Regions from separate parts of the Macaca mulatta genome. Here region 1 is linked to region 2. Evidence: chromatin contacts called from public Hi-C data. All regions are on one chromosome and are shown on one strand. Each heading gives the region's core, a stretch centred on a gene start, on an enhancer-like site or on the middle of the called end of the contact. The rest is flanking DNA. Distances are from core to core; before and after follow the strand shown. Region 1 has its middle 500 kb from the start of MEF2C. Region 2 has its middle 400 kb from the start of MEF2C.

Region 1 (3,501 bases), core at 440-2,939, 100 kb before region 2:
CTCAAACATGGGGGAAAACATCTCACAGAGTTGTTGAGGAGTTAGGTGAGACACCTAATGAGAGGAATTACCCAGTATAGTGTCTGGCAGGTAGAAGACTAGTGAATCTTTTCCAACTTTAAATCCAATTTGTGCCATCCTTGTATTTTTTAATTGATATTGAATATATGTATTGCTATTTGATATTTTTGTAAGAATGGTTTACCTACTCAACTAGATATTAAAGTTTCTTGAGACTAGGGATTATATATTGGGTTACATATCTCACATTACCTCGCATATATTATGAATATGGATAAGTACCCACTTAACGGATGAATATTAAACATTACCAATCAAATGAACTACATTCACAGATTCTGTTTGATGCCCTAGCTCTGAAACAAATAAGGCAAGATAATTAAATTTTTTTTCTTTAAAGAGGAGCAGAGTTACATATAAATATATTTGTATTCAGTGACACAGTTCAACCATAACCAACCACTAACTGAAAGGAGTTGAAAGCACGAATTGAAATTTCTATACCATAAACAAAATGCTTTTTCATTCAATGACTGCAAGTTAAACTGCATAGAGTTTGGTTGGTACAGGAAAATTCTGATCTGGGCTACTTACTACATAAGCAGACAAGAGCAGCCACATAAATTAAATGATATCTGATATGCAGATGCAAATTAAATGCTTGAATCATTAAATCTCTTTTCTCTCTGTTCACGAGAATGTTCCAGCATCATGCAGGCATAGCATTCAGCTGCACATTGTGTTGAAAATTAAAATGGACAAAAGCCTTGAAATTGATGACCTATCCCAATTAGTGTCGCTTTCTCACATAAATGTATATGATTTTCAGGAAAAAGTATATTCTCAATTTATTTCATGATTTCTTGATGATGATAGCAAAGTCTATTTCCTAAACTGTATGGTAGAAAGATTTATAAACATCTTCTTATACAGAAAGAAATTGAAGCAAGAAAGGATCTTCACAGAATAACTGAATAGTGGGTACATAGAAATATACCTGTTCCTCAGATCTAGCCATTCAGAAAGAAGGCAGGCACAACCCTCACTCATCAAGTCCATTCCTTAATTCTGGCAATTTAATATGGTACTGATCAGAAAGTTTTGAATAATATGCATGTCACAACCCCAGAGTGGAGAGCTGATTTGACTTGTCTATTTGTTTGTACATATTTTGAATTTTTTAAAATGACACAATGCAACTTGAAAAGGAAACATTTGATTGCAGGAGTTCATATGTACTCTTTATATGTTTTCATAAACCTTCTTCATCTATATTTTCGGCAATTTTTCTTGGACGTCTAACAAATACTGAAATCAGTTTGCCTCTCCACTTACCCTTTCATAATGTTCGTGACACAATCCTGTGTAATTTGACACCTTGGAACTTTAAACAGACTCAGAATCTTTTGGACCTTCTAGCCATCATCAATTCACATAGTGTGCAGTAAATCCAGCTCAAAATAAACAACACAGATGGAATCGAAGCTTATAGTACAATGTCAGCAGTATCCACAGATTGACAGAGCTAGTTAGGCTGCCAGATGCACAGAATGTTGTTCTATCTACTTGTTCTTTATAACTGGACTTGATGGAGTACATCAGTGTCAAACTCCTTGCTGGTTTCCACACGCACACGCACAGAAACGCACCCGCATAAACACGCACATTCCTGCGCTCTATATCAACGGCACCATCTGCTCTCAGCTTTACATGTGGTAGCTAACTAACTATCCTACTGTGCCTGGTCTCACCGACTGCTTTCCCTGGAAACAAATGACAACAGTTTTTATCTTGTGCCCTCCTTGGCATTATAAAATAAGGCTCTTAACATTTCCATACGCATATATTTTACATGCATTTTTAAAAAATTCTGTTCTCCGTTTTATTTACTGATTCCCTAGAGAATGGCAATATCTCTTTTTATATCTTCCCCAAATTGAGATTTTCCTATGGAACTTCTATACCATGATTGTTTCTTCTAAGATTTACATCAAAGCAATATATATAAAAGCAATGGGCCCTGGGATCATTTTCCTCTCTATATACTATTTTGTAGGGTACTACATACTACTTGCAAAATGGGGGTGTGAAAAATGTGAGGATGCAATAGATGCAAAAGCATTCATTCCTTTTCACTATTCTTCTGTATATTCTATTGGCAATAATGACCATTCTGGAACTGTTGAGATGGAGGTTGGCGGGGGGTAGAGGGGGGTTGTATAAACATGAAATACTTTTATATGCAAGTGTCTTGCCTGTGGGAGGAAGCCCACATGTTATTCTTTTCCCAAATGCAGAATTTTTGCCTTGACCTCTTTGCCATCTCATGTGAGATCTAAATGTTTAGTAAGATATAAAGGGGATAATCACTTTTTTAACCGACAAAAATTAAATTGTAATGTCTTTTCAAAGCAATACATTCACTTGAACTAGGAGTGTGAAATGTCATAAGGAGGATAGATGGAATGAAATTATTGAAAGATGACCCAGGTTTGGGCTGTACCAGATATCCCTTCCTAACCCTTTTCAATGTCTAGCACCTGTCTTTATGACAATCTCTCCAGAAGATCTACGGAAATTATACTTACCTTCTGGTAACTAGGTAACATAATCTCCTGGAGGCTAGCTAATTGCAGCCCACGATAACCTCACATACAGTAACTGTTAAATTTTTCATTTCTTTCAAATTATTATGGATCAGTGGAGAGGGTATTGATTTGATTTATTAACAGATTCCCAGTCTGTTCCAAGGTTAATGATTACATGTATCTCAATTACATCCTTAACAGGTTATACTGTATGATTTGTTTTAACTGCTTTGTACATTGTGTATCTTTCTCAGCTGAAAGGCTTCTTAACACTTCATGATTTAACAAATCTTTCTGCTCCTCTTCCTAAGACAATGAACCTGCTCTGATGGAATACATAAAAGTAGGACAAAAATGAACTGCAAAAGCATTCTGCAGAATCTTCCAAGAACCATAGCAAACAGTTTATTTTAGTCAGGTAAATACTTGGCAATTCATTCATATTTGAAATATTAATAAGCATGGAGCAGAGGGTTGATCCTTCCTCTTGGTATTTTATACCACCTTCCTTATGTAGGAAGCACTTTATTTTTTAACTCTGATCTTTTGAATATACACATAATGAAATTCTTCTTAGAAAAGCAGGAGCAAAATATATATTTTTAAATCACTGTAATTCTTCCAGCAGAAACCAGATACATCTTAACTGCTCTGTAGAACCAAAAACTATGAAATAATTAAAAAATATAATAACCATGTGATACTGTTTAGAATGATAGCAAGTCAAACTCAAATGATTTATAGGTATGCTTTTCCTATCTATAATGGATAGCCAGGCAGGAGGAGAGAGAAAGATCCATTGCTGGGATTCTCTAGCAAAGACCCCATCTACCAATTCGAAGATGACATATTGATTTTGACAAGAAAGAAGACAATTATGTATTCTAGTACC
Region 2 (3,398 bases), core at 827-3,326:
TCCAGGGAGTAGTATAGTCAGACTTCTGCTCAGAAACATCAATATGATAGCCAAATGTAAAAACCAGTCGAATTGCTCTTTCAATAGTATAGGCAAAACACAATGATCATTTTACCAGACTTGCAATAAAGAGACTTGTTTATACTATAAAATGGCAACAACAGGACATGGGGACACTTTTCAGTGTTGAGAGTCAGAGGAGTTAAGAAGGCAGGACTCCTGCATGGGATACATGAAATGGATGGGATTACTGCAGAAAGAGAGATCTTGTCAAGGGAGAGATGGGTATGATGGGAAAGAGAAGAGGTTAGAGGACTGAGGAGAGAACTTTGAGAAACAGGAACAGTTGAGAGGAAGGCTGAAGAAGGTATGCAACAGAAGAGGCTGAACAGGCATGGTCAGAGGGTTGGAGAGAGAATCTGGACAGTGCAGGGAAGTTTTGAGTAATTCTAAGTAGAGACTAGGAGTGTCAACGTTTTAAGACACTGAAATAGGAGACAGCATGATATAGTAGGAAGTGGGCAGGATTGGAGTCTGACTAACGTGAAAGTAAAACAGCTGTCATTTATTTGCCTTAGATTTTGGGAAAGTTACTCAACAATTCTCAATTTTGTTTGGTTTTGTTTAACCTACTTAATGGAGATAGTGTCTTATACATAGAATTGTTCTGAGTATTAAGGTTATAGTGTAGTGTCTATAACTATGCCTTAAGATCCTTCCACTGCTTCTTTTCCCCATGATTTTACCCTCATCCCAGGCATTGACCTCTGAGTGCATTTCTGAAAACAAAAGTCAGATGAGCCCATAACTGTTACTCATCTCTTATGATTTGCCTTTACCTACAGAATAGGAGACCCAGTGGTTCTTCATGGTCTGATCCCTACTCTTTCTTCTAGCCTCACCTCTTATCACTTTGACATCTCATTCCAGTTACATCATATTCATGGACATCATGCTTTGTCATACCTTCAAATCTTGGAACAAACTGCTTCCTCTTCCTAGATTGGCCTCACCTGACTCCCTGGCTGCATAACTCTTTATCACCCCTTCAAGACTTTAATTCAAGAAACTAGTTCTCCATGTACATATCCTTAGCCCCATCCACACTCTGTACTAACCCCAACGTCTACATCCCCAAACCCTTCTTCCTTGATGCCATAATATTTTGTAAATGTCACCAGTCATACTGAAGCAATATTTTAACTGTATGTGTTTGAATTCTCCCCCACCCAATTGACTAACACATATACAAAAGCAAAATGATTTCTCATTGAATCATCAATAACTTTACATGAATATATGGATGCATGCTTTTAGTGAAAGGGCATGGGTTTTACAGGTTAAGTATGCATTGCATTAAAAATGTAAACCCATGTAAACAAAGAATAAGTTACAGCAGTCCTTTCTTGAAAGTCTTGTAGTGAGTTACCTACTCCAAGTTGTATTGGTAAGATTTAGGCCTTAAAATAATACTACCCTAAAAGTTTATTCCAAGCCATGATTACTGACTCAGTATGGAATTGATTTGTAGTTTGAGAAATAGTCAGCATGGTATAGTAGTTAAGAACATGGAAGCTGGAATGAGACTACTTTGATTCAAATCCCTTTTTCTGATCATTACTAACCATGATTCTGGGCTAATTATTTAGCGTTTCCATCGTCTAGCCTCTTAATTTTTAAAATGGTGCTGAAAACTATAGATATACCTCCTAGAGATTTTATGAGAATTAAATGAGTTAATACACATAAGGGGATTATAAGTGTCTGGTACATAATAATGTTTTTACCTCTATGACTTGCGATTCCTTTTGAGGACATTAGTGGCTATAGTTATACATATCCGTATAACACTATGTACATGTACACAGTTAACAAGATAAGTACCATTTGTCAACAGGAAACAGAATTTCATGAAAGCCCCAAGGGATATCTGGATCCTAGGCTGGCCCTGAAACCTACATGTGCTCCCTGTCATTCTCTTTCTGCTCAGCTTTCTTCTCCAGCAAGCAGTCCCTTCACAACAGAGACCTTCTAAGAATAATAAAGGCAGGATAGAGCACACTGGGATGAGATTTTGTTTTTAAACAAGGACAGAAGAATGGATTCTAGTAATGCCAACTGAAAAATATTCCTTAAATATCTACTATGGTTGAGACACTAATGGGGCCAAACTGTTTTACTGGTTTTGAGCCTTAGAGGAACCTTGTGCTATCACAAGAAATAAACTTTCTTTTCTACCATGTGCCTATTTTCTTCTTCTTCTTCTTCTTCTTCTTCCTTTTTTTTTTTTCTAAAATAGCATTCTTATCAACGTGTGTAGGGTACTATGGTGATGGCTGCTATATAAATACAAGAAGAGAGAGCAAGAGAAGAGGGGGAGGTAATTAACTCAATTGTGTAAGGCTTTCTTTAAGAAGCAGAATAAAGGTTCTCCATAATTTCATTCCTATTTCCAAAGAGACAGAAAAAGTCGTTGCGAGAGATGTCCTTACAATCCCAAGCCTCGTGCACATCACTGACTCCAAGACAGGAAGCCTACTCGCTTTTTTCACCTGAATGTGCAAGGCAATCCACTTTCCCTACTGCTTTTTCCCCTCTAAGTAAACAACCTCTTTATAAATGGAAAAATGGAGAGCAAGTCTTTCAAACAGTTGTCATAAATTAGAATAAATTGCATTAATTCAAAATGTAAAACTAGGAGAGCCAGGAGAACATGCAACATATTTTCCCCAAATAACACTGTGAACAAGCACAAGTGTATACTTTGGGCATATGTATATCTTTCCTCTGACTGACAGCCTGAAGGATCGTCCATGTGATTTTTGTGTTGCTGAGGTGGAAACAATCTTTATTTGGACTGAATAGCAGAGTAAACAGGAATGAAAAAGAGACACAAAAGTTTACAGTACAGATGGTTTTCCAATTCTTTTACAAAAATTGTCTGTCTTATCAAATAAAGGTGCATTTGCCTTTTGTTCTAGTCAATTGTCATGGGTGCTTTTCAGGATTATACAACCAGAAAAATTAGAGTAGGTCAGTAAATTATGTCCTAAGTTTAATAATGCCACACAGGTTAAATGTAGCAATTAAAGTTTATCTTCCCTACCTTTTAACTGTAAAAACAAAATGATTCATTCTCTAGTGTGGCTATGTAAGTCATGAAAGAAACTGGAAACCTTAGTGATCACAAGCCAAGATAAAGAAATAAAATAAGAAAGAAGTGTGTGTGTGTGTGCGTGTGTGTGTGTGTGTGTGTGTGTGTACACATACCAATACATATGGGGGAACAGGTAAAAGATTTTGATGATTCAAGAAAAATATTAAAAGGCATGCCAAAAGTGTGGTCTCCAGAGACACACAAGGGTTTGATTAAACTATAATTATGCCTACCTATAAGC

Evidence for each region. A called contact is a pair of places that touch in the nucleus more often than the background predicts.
Region 1: a Hi-C map of fetal cortical plate shows a contact between it and region 2, with 2.1 times the contacts expected there. The contact joins two enhancer-like sites.

What each region holds. Positions count from the first base shown.
Region 1 is chr6:95,809,034-95,812,534 of T2T-MMU8v2.0, reverse strand. No RefSeq gene overlaps it. Among named protein-coding and RNA genes, the nearest start is that of MEF2C, 500 kb to the right of the region's middle. Within about 2 kb of position 1,689, at least 6 of the 40 cell types and tissues checked have an H3K27ac peak or open chromatin away from gene starts, as enhancers often do. A contact at or near this core is called in fetal cortical plate, where this site is marked.
Region 2 is chr6:95,705,674-95,709,071 of T2T-MMU8v2.0, reverse strand. No RefSeq gene overlaps it. Among named protein-coding and RNA genes, the nearest start is that of MEF2C, 400 kb to the right of the region's middle. Within about 2 kb of position 2,076, at least 5 of the 40 cell types and tissues checked have an H3K27ac peak or open chromatin away from gene starts, as enhancers often do. A contact at or near this core is called in fetal cortical plate, where this site is marked.